Linked DNA regions of Zea mays: all the other regions are linked to region 1. The links are chromatin contacts, called in public Hi-C maps. All regions are on one chromosome and are shown on one strand. Each heading gives the region's core, a stretch centred on a gene start, on an enhancer-like site or on the middle of the called end of the contact. The rest is flanking DNA. Distances are from core to core; before and after follow the strand shown. Region 1 holds the start of LOC100285965. Region 2 holds the start of LOC100281029 (GIR1). Region 3 holds the start of LOC103647801 (classical arabinogalactan protein 4).

Evidence for each region. Hi-C and Micro-C count contacts between places; a contact is called where the count stands out from the background.
Region 2: a Hi-C map of bundle sheath shows a contact between it and region 1, with 1.7 times the contacts expected there. The contact joins the promoter of LOC100281029 here to the promoter of LOC100285965 in region 1. A contact is called at or near these places in 4 of 25 Hi-C or Micro-C datasets (bundle sheath, ear and leaf).
Region 3: a contact with region 1 is called in a Hi-C map of ear, with 3 times the contacts expected there. The contact joins the promoter of LOC103647801 here to the promoter of LOC100285965 in region 1. A contact is called at or near these places in 4 of 25 Hi-C or Micro-C datasets (ear, leaf, leaf mesophyll and 1 more).

What each region holds. Positions count from the first base shown.
Region 1 is chr2:215,622,152-215,625,258 of Zm-B73-REFERENCE-NAM-5.0, forward strand. It overlaps LOC100285965, which reads left to right and starts at 1,626. Exons shown (of 2, transcript NM_001372348.1): 1 at 1,626-1,846; 2 at 2,032-2,700. The coding sequence starts at 1,660. The coding sequence ends at 2,483.
Region 2 is chr2:215,829,991-215,833,097 of Zm-B73-REFERENCE-NAM-5.0, forward strand. LOC100281029 (GIR1) reads left to right here and starts at 1,563. Exons shown (of 2, transcript NM_001157059.1): 1 at 1,563-1,788; 2 at 1,885-2,294. The coding sequence starts at 1,707. The coding sequence ends at 2,093. It overlaps LOC100382594 (Eukaryotic aspartyl protease family protein), which reads right to left. Exons shown (of 12, transcript NM_001175324.1): 12 at 2,609-2,945. The coding sequence ends at 2,774.
Region 3 is chr2:215,794,546-215,797,652 of Zm-B73-REFERENCE-NAM-5.0, forward strand. It overlaps LOC103647801 (classical arabinogalactan protein 4), which reads right to left and starts at 1,545. Exons shown (of 2, transcript XM_008672310.4): 1 at 774-1,545. The coding sequence starts at 1,391.

The sequences.
Region 1 (3,107 bases), core at 376-2,875:
AACACCTCGCTACACTGCACGCAATAGATAAAATGTAATACGCATAGCAAGTTATATACCCTAAGACATTTTAGAACTAGAGTGGAGTTTTACATAGTTCCACATATGTATGCCCTTACAAGTTATGCTTTGTTTAATTTCCATAAGACATCTAATCTCGTCCATTCCACATGGATTGAGACCACAACGAACATGTCCTTATATAGTTCAACATTATTGCTCATAGCATCGACACATGTTACCTTGAAGCTAAATCACGGTGCCAAGATATGATTAAAACATAAAATACAACTTTAGAATGTCTAACTATGTTTTTTAAATGTAAAAAAAATTAAAAAATTGTGAGACTTTTGCTGAGACATAGGGAACAGGGCACGGATGCCGGTCCGCGATAACTGACAAGGGAGGGCAGGGCGTGGGCGTAGCATGCCGTAGTGACTACTGACTAGTGACTAGTGAGGCCCAAACGGAAAGCGAAGATGCCCTTGTCAACTTGCTCTGCTGCATAATAAAGAAAACAAAAACGTCAACACGTATGCGAACACTCATGGCCTCATCCTTATGAATAAGCAAACATTCTTGTTCTAGGGTGACTGCGTCCACTTGAGCCTATCTGCAGTTAATCCAGACTATACGGTTCAGGTCTGCTATGAAATTTGATTCGAGTTACCAAACAAGCATACCCTCACATCGGGCTCATAAAGGTGGAAAACACCAATGCAGGAGATACGGTGATTGGACGGAAATTAGGTACAGTCTGTTTCTAGCTCTCCAGTGTACGTATTCTTTCAGGTTAAAAACAAAATATCCGTTTCGAGTGTAACAAAATAGGTACTATGGCCTATTTGGTATGGTTTCAGAGCAAAACTCCAAGAAAGAGCTAGCTAAAGCATGCAAAACATCTTAACTCTAGAGTTATAAACTCTATGAAGTTTTTGGGGCTGTAATACAATTTTTTGGAGTACCTTTTTTGCTGCTCCAAAAACTCTAAAAAAACAACCTAGTCATATAGTTTGGAGTTATTTCGCCACTACTAAGAAACAATCTAAACTCTGGAGCAAAACTACTCTACCCATAGTTTTAGAGTAGAACTGTTCTAGGGTAGAGCAGAATCATGCCAAACACGTCCTATATATAGATCGAAAAGGTGGAGTTGCGTAACGTTTTTTTCCCAACCTTTTAAAAGTTCGTTCAGTTTCTGCTTCGCGTAGCCTCGTGCCAGGGAAGCGAGGAACGGTGGTCGGAAAGGCGAAGCACTCGATCGCTCACTACCGCCCACCAGTCGGCGTACGTACCCTAAACCCTCATAGGCGCGGAAAGCAGTGACGGGGCGAGCGCGCGGCGCACCGGCAACCACCCGAGGCGCCCGCCCGATCCCCATCCGGCGGTGCGCGATCGCCCCCGACCGTACGCGGAGACACGGAGCCGCACCTGCGCCCCAGGAGCCCGGAGCTGAGACGTAAGCCGTCCTCACGACCTCACCACCACGCCTAACCGGACCCGACCCCGACCCCGTGGTTAGCTCGTGGTCACCCACCCGAGAAGGGAAGACCCCAGCCCTTGTTTGCGCTGCGCAGTGCTTTATATATACCCGGGGCTCCACTACTCCAGTGCTGGCTGGCGTTGTATGAGCGTGGGTGGTGGCGCCGCCGGCCGGGGATGAGCTGCAACGGGTGCCGCATGCTGCGCAAGGGGTGTAGCGACGCGTGCGTGCTGCGGCCGAGCCTGCAGTGGATCGACGGCGGCGCCGAGGCCCAGGGCCACGCCACCGCCTTCGTCGCCAAGTTCTTCGGCCGCGCCGGCCTCATGTCCTTGCTCACCGCCGTCCCCGAGCCGCAGCGCCCAGGTAATCCTCTCGACTCAGCGGTAATAAATCCAGGTGCTGCATGGTTCGCGGGTGTCCGTACGGTCGAGTGTTTACCCACCCACCCCACGGCCCACGGCCACGCATCACGTGTGATCGAGATCCTTGACTGACGAGAGTGATGTGCTCGCTCGCTCGCTCGTACGTGCGGTGCGACGACGATGCAGCGGTGTTCCAGTCGCTGCTGTACGAGGCGGCCGGGAGGACGATCGACCCGGTGAGCGGCGCCGTGGGGCTGCTCGGCGCGGGGAGCTGGCACCTGTGCCAGGCGGCGGTGGAGACGGTGCTGCGGGGCGGCGCCATCGCCCCGCTGCCCGAGTCCGACTCCGACGGGGCCCGCCGCGGCGCGTCCGCTGTGGCGGCGAGGCGGGCCGTGGGGTGCTCGACGTTCTCGACGGCGAAGCGCGCGCCGGCGAGCGTGGGGGCGCCGCCGGAGCCGTCGTGCGACCTCGGGCTGTGGCTCAGCCCCGGGTCACCCCCGGCGACCGGGGAGCGGCGCCGGCGGCGGCGGCCCGGCACGCCGTCCATGACCTCCGAGGAGTCCGTGACGACGATGAGCGGCGGCGGCGGAGGCGGAGGCGGAGGGAGGGAGCCCGAGCTGCTGAACCTTTTTGTCTGAGAATGGCCGACGGTTTGGCTAAAAGCCAGCGGCCGATCGTGCCGTGCGCCCCTCGGCGCGCGGTGTGGTGTGCTTGATCCCGGCGAGAAAAAAACGTTTGTTTGTCTAGGTAGCCGTCGTCTTGTCCTTCTTCCTTTTTGGGCCGCGCGTAGAAACCATGAGCGTGCCGGCGGCAGCAGCGCTCTCCCAGCCGCCGTCCGTTAGCTAGCTGTTTATTTCATTTCTTCCCAACTTTTTCTTGGCAGAAGCGACGCTCCGTCCGTCGCTGAATAAAATTGTAGACCAAGGGTAAAGCGAAGTGGCGCTGCATGCGTCGATCTTATCGTCATCACAGCGGGAGCGGCCGGGGCAGCTTATCCTGCTCCTCAACACAGAGCAGTATAGAAGCACTCCGTTTGTGGCAAGCATGTGCTGGCTGGATATACTGCTGTCCTGGGGCGCACAGCAGTAGCAGTCTCGCAGGCGGGGAACCAGTTTCTGGACGGTGCAACCCACACCCTCCTCTCTTCCGCGCTTCCCGTTCACCACCGGTGGTTCCACCGCCGCCAACGCACGCACGGCACGGGTCGCGATCGGCCAGTGCCGCGGCGAACGTCCCGTTGCTGGTGGTGCTCCCTCCCGTCG
Region 2 (3,107 bases), core at 313-2,812, 210 kb after region 1:
GTCGGTCGGGCGCGGCATCAATACCTCTCTTATACTGTTGGTACCGAACGGCATCTGTTGGTAAGAATCTGGCTCTAGGCGGGATGTAGTAGTAGTAAACATGTTAGGCTGTCTACGAGGGGTCGTTCTGTCATCGCCGATTATTGTTTATTATATTTAAAAAAACCAACAACGTATTATACTTATTTTTTTTCAGTTTTTTGGTGACCCAATCAGCAGTACATAACACGAGAATTTAAAAAATGAAGATCTAAACTTATTTATTAGTTTTTTTTCAGAATCTAAAGTTTAAAAATTAGAGACAACAAAATGGTTTTTAATAATCCGAAATCGGTTCGAACAGGTGTTGTCGTCTTGCTCTAGTTCCAGTCAGCAAAGGAGATGGGAGTAGCCGATACCGTAGCATCGTTTGTTTGTTTGCTCGTGTGCTCCATCGTCGGTGACGCATGCCATGTGAGGTCGTGAGCCATGAAGGTGGAGGTAGCTGCGGACGATTTCTTCAGGCTGGTTTGGTGACCAGTTAATTGTACAGAAGAGATTTTCTTCCAATTTAAAATTAAATATTAAAGGATTTTTTTCTCTATGGATCATCTCCAATTTTCTGATCACTAAATCATCCTTTATGATTATTGGTTATAAACGACGGATTAAACTCGCCAAGAAAAAAGTGTTAAGCGAAGGCCTCAAGAAGCACCAGCAAGCTTGCAACAGTTTGCTCGTGTGGTGAGCCTTGTTCATATTGAAAACTGTGCAGAGATTTCTCGGCCAAATTCTAATCTAAAATAACAGTGTAATGGTTGCTAGTTGTAGATGGGCTGAACAACATGTTGCTCACACTTTACGAAACGCGGTGCGCACCGTTTGTGTGCCAGGGTTGCAGCCGGCCCAGGATGGCAGCTCTGATAGGCCCATTGTTAGTTTCCTGTGCATCCTATTCCTAGATGACGGCCTATATAAAGTTGGACACCGTAGCCCAGAACAGCAGATCGCACCATCATCATGACTTGAAAACCCGATGCCATCGGGCCAGGTCTATAGATTGAGCCCAGGCGCCCTGCTGCGCTCCTTTCCGTCAATTTAGACGGATTATCTGTAAATTCTATACGGATTATCGTATATTTAGAATAGGACATCCAGCAACATTTATTGCTACCTGCCTTACTTTAGGGTTTGTTTGGGAGTAAAGGTAATAGAGTAGATTGGAGGGCATATAATCCTCCACTATTCAATTTTAGATAGCAAGGGATTATAGTCCTATCAATACCCTTCATTCCACTTGCTCCCAAACAAGCCCTTAGATTGTAGATTGGTAAAGAGATATGTACCTGTTGCCGATACTTTTTGGCTGGGTCTGGTCCCTGACCGTAGAGGACAGAAAAGAAATAAAAGGTGTTGCAACGGCACATGAGGTAGGAGTAGGCCCCCCTGGTGCTGCACTGCACATGCCGACAGAGACAGCTCACGTCCGTGACCTGTTTCTTCCGCTGGACCCACTGCGCAGTGCATGGGCCGTCCGTCGCTGCAGATAGATTCCTGCGGCTGCGGCACTTTAATGGTGACTCACACTCACACCGAAAGCGCCTCAACTCTGAAGGCGCTACAGCAACGTCGCCACTTCACTCACGATTGGAGTTTCACCTCGGCAGCCCAGCCAGCCAGTGGTTCCTCGGCTCGGAGGAACAGGCGAACAGCAAGAGCTTCTGAAGATGAAGGCGATCCCCGTGGCTCTCCTGCTCCTCGTCCTGGTTGCTGCCGCCTCCTCGTTCAAGCATCTCGCCGAGGCAGCAGGTAACTTTTCGCCTCCCAATCTTACCGAACCATTGCAGGGCGAGATCCTCTCTCCTTTCTGTAAATACTTGACTACACCCTGTGTGTGCATTGCAGACGGCGGCGCGGTGCCGGACGGCGTGTGCGACGGCAAGTGCCGCAGCCGGTGCTCGCTGAAGAAGGCCGGGCGGTGCATGGGCCTGTGCATGATGTGCTGCGGCAAGTGCCAGGGCTGCGTGCCGTCGGGGCCGTACGCCAGCAAGGACGAGTGCCCCTGCTACAGGGACATGAAGTCCCCCAAGAACCAGCGCCCCAAGTGCCCCTAGGCCCTACCGCTCTAAGGGAGGGAGGATGACCCAGGATTTCGCTCGCGATCCTGCACAGCTTCTAGTCTTGTACTGCTAGTTTAGCGCGCCGAGCGTCGGAATGTCGCGACGGTTCCTTCCGTGCTTGTGTGCTGTGTTTCTCCTCGGACGTGCTATAACCTAGAATAATAACCAATGCACTGTATCTGTGTGCTTGTCTTTTGGGATGTGATGGCTCTTCAACACTAGCCGCCGAAGAGAACAGGGATGAGCAAGAACGTCCTTAATAATAATAAAAATAGTAGGCAAGAGAATCAAGCATGCCCTGAAAAGCTTTGAAGACAAATACCCTCGGCACTAAAATAAATATTACACCATTTCGTTCCGCGGCTGTGCCTAGTTTCTTCTCTACCCCCTACTTAATCTACATTACATGAACAAAACCTTCTTCTACTGTAAGCACAAGAGAGGAGCTCTTGATCTGAATCACTAGACAGTTTATGAACACCTCTAAGTTTTGAATGGAGAAGTCATGTAATCATACAGTGCTTCTTCTGTAAACTTGTAGCTTGTGTTACATACAAAGAAGGGCTTACTCCAGCAGCAGATGCGTGCCGCTGTGATGCGTAACCCCCCCGCACAAGGGTATCTCTACCAAAGAATCATCTATATGTTGTTCCGTCAAACAGCTTTAATTTGGATTATAGTGGCTGGAGTTCTTGCTCGGGGACCACTGAATCAACAGGTCTGTAGGCTGCTTGACCACTAAATTTCTTTCTCCAAACAAGTACTACTAAAAAGGCTGACAAAGTGACCAAAATTACTAGTAAAATCCCAAGCAGCATAGAGACTACATGTTCTTGAAACCATGACCTGCACACACAAAAAAAAGGAAGCTAAGTTCACTAGAAGCACTTGAAACCCATTCAAGCAAATGAGATTGATGGTTACTGAAGTTATTAACTTTTCTTTTGGTGCTGGAGGTAGAGGGATGTAAATATAACAGAACACGAGAAAATAAAACACACTATGGTG
Region 3 (3,107 bases), core at 295-2,794, 170 kb after region 1:
AAATAATTATATTGTTATGAGATAACTCTTTGTTCAAATATATTTATTTTAATGTATATATAATGATTTTCTAGCATCTGACAACATATATAAGTGATAATATTTTATATTAATAATAAAAAAATATGTTATAATTATAATTTAATCCGAGACGGAATACATAACAGGTATTTATATCAACGGAATGGTGATCCGCAAGTGTTGTGGGATCAAAACTTTTTTTTTTGTCACGGATAGTCACGTGAGTGACGCCTGGCTGCTCAGTCTCCTTACTGACCGTTACTTATTACAGTACTACTACTTTGCAAAGAAGCTTCCAGAAAGCAGGGTTGTTTAGTGACTGCACCGTACACAAACGCACTGTGCAAAAAAACATTTTAATACTGTACGACGTACTGTACGTGATGGAATACTAAATGCGACAGCTCTCATCAAATGCCGCATTAACAATGTCCGTGACAAGGCTGGAATCACATGCGCCCATGGCCGACATGTCGGTGTAGTTTGGTGCTCAAACCTAATTTTTTCACTCGTTATGGTCACAGGTCTGGTGATGCTGCTCCTACTAAACAATCATTTGTCAAATCAATTGGCTATTGCTTTATCTCACTGTCAGACGTGATTGGTGATGTTGTAACGATAGCGTCGATTTTTTTTTACTCTAACCTCGGTGTAAAACGAGCAGCTGGAAACTGTAATTCAGGCACGCAATGGGATGGGGTTTCAAATGATGGAAACTGGAAGAGCTGAGCAGCAGTGGGCAACGAACGTACCGCGGTGTCGGCGGCGGCGGCGTCGCCGACCGGGCCGGGCGCGTCGGCTTCGCTGGCTGAGGGCGCCTTAGCCTTGGAGTGCTTGGAGCTGGTGGGTGCCTCGGCGACGACGGGGGCGGGGGCTGGGGCCTTGGACTTCTTCTTCTTGTTCTTGGAGGACGAGGAGGGCTTCTTCTTCTTCTTGGACGGCGCGGGCGCGGGGACCTCGGCGGGCTTGGTGGGCGGGGAGGCGGGGGCGGGGGCAGGGGGCGAGGCGGCTGGCGGCAGCTCGGCCACCGGCGGGGAGGCGGCGGGGGCGGGCGGGGTGGCCTTGGCCTTGGGCGCCGGTGCGGGAGGGGACGCCTTGGGCGGCGACGCGGCGGGAGCCAGGGTGGCTGGCGGGGTCGCGGCGGGCGCGGGGGTGGCAGGGGTGGTGGGCGGCGCGGCGGCCGGGGCCAGGGTGGCGGGGGTGGTGGGCGGCGCCGCGGCTGGCGCGGGCGTCTTCTTGGACGGGGTCGCCGGTGGGTTGGTGGTGGCGGCCGGTGCGGTGGCCGGGGCCGGGGTGGATTTCTGCGCCACGGCCGAGTGCACGGCTACGAGGCACAGCAGCGCCAGGCAGAGAGCGCCGGCGCGCGCCATTGCTGCAATGGTGGTGTGTGACGTGCGGTCTGCTGCTCTGCGCTGCCTCGGGCGTCTCTGCTGCAGCGGTTGGAGTCGCAGGGAGAGAGTGGGAGGGATAAATAGCAGCGGCGGCAGCCGGCAGGGAAGGGAAGGAAAGCGAAGCGGAGGCCAGCCAGGAGATGGAGCGGCGGGATTTTCACAACTGGCGGTGGGCCCGCGGGGCCATGTGCAGGGTGGGGACGCCCGCGCCGGTTGGTGGCACGCGTTCACGTGGGTCGATGGACCGATGAGTTGTGTTCGTGCTGTGCAGTGCAGGACGGGGTGACCAGACCACTGTGGTTTGTTGTGGGGTAGGAAGGAGCCGTTTGTTTTGGGCAGTCGGTGCAGTGGACACGCACGCGTCGGGACGCAGCGGTTCACAGACGAGAGGAGAGGGTGTACGTGTACAGGGGCCCGTTGGCATAAATTAATAAAGATATAAAATGTCAATTAAATAAAAGAGACAGTGATGTGGGTGTCAAATTTACGAAGTTAATCTTTTAAGTGTTGATTATACAAAGTCATTTGTTTAGAGTGTCAAAAATACAAATTTCTCCAACAGAAGGGTCGGCTCGATTTTAATCTTCTTTCCGCACTATCATCCGACATTTGTTTCTGCTCAGCTCTAAAGCATGGTATATGGTTATTGATATGGAGTTCATGTAATTTATATCATTATAAAATTTAATAATATATAACTCTTTTAATCTACACATTTGTTTTTTTGCGAATATGGGCTTTATTTTAATGCCTCTATATACACACTACTCACGGTAAATTTATTCCTCGTGGGCAGTTTGCACCGACACAAATCGATGGCGGTTGGTGAGTCCTATCAAATTATCGGATAATCAGTCGGCTCTGCCAATGATGGAGTAGCATATAATTGGTGGCTTTGCTTTCCTTAATCATCAGCCTGAAACTTTCTTAGAAGAGCGGGTGTGTCCAGCTACTCCGCAGACCGCACGATACGTTTTCTGCTCTGCATTCCGTTAGTAACTAATGTTACAAGGCAGTATATGATTTTCGTTTATCCAATATTTAGAACTGAGAGATGAAATTCCTTTATCTAAAATTTAGAATTGAGAGTGAAGAGATAAATTATCTTTGGAATCGGAGGAGGCCAGCGTTATTATAGCCATATAGGAAGATGGACTTGGGTTGAAAATTTCCTCCACAAACAGGCCTCACTATTCCTGATCCCACCCCCAAAGCGATTGAAGCCCATTGGGCCGAAGCTCATGGGCTCTACGAGCTTGGAAAAAAGTCGAAGTCAAGCACAAAAGGGAGATGGATGCGACAACAAACGTGACAGAAAACTTCAACCTCGCATCATCTTTGAGGACAGCTTCACTGCACCCGTCAAATTTTCTGCTCCACTCTACGTACTGCATTTGAGGCTTCGCCACAACCTGGAGAACACATCGGAAAATGTAGCCGTGCTTGACATCAAAAGCTGACCGACCCAAGGTCCAAACAGAGTCACAAAGTACACGACACGACGTTTTTTTAACTTTTATGTATCTTGTTTAACTGTTCATTTTATTTATCATTTATTTTATTATGGCTTATATATCATTAGAGACATTTTAATATTTATTTATCTATTTATTTTATGATGTAAAAATTAAATAAATAAATGATCAAATATTGATATCTAAAAGTTGAGAACGTCAACTATTTTGTGACAGAGAG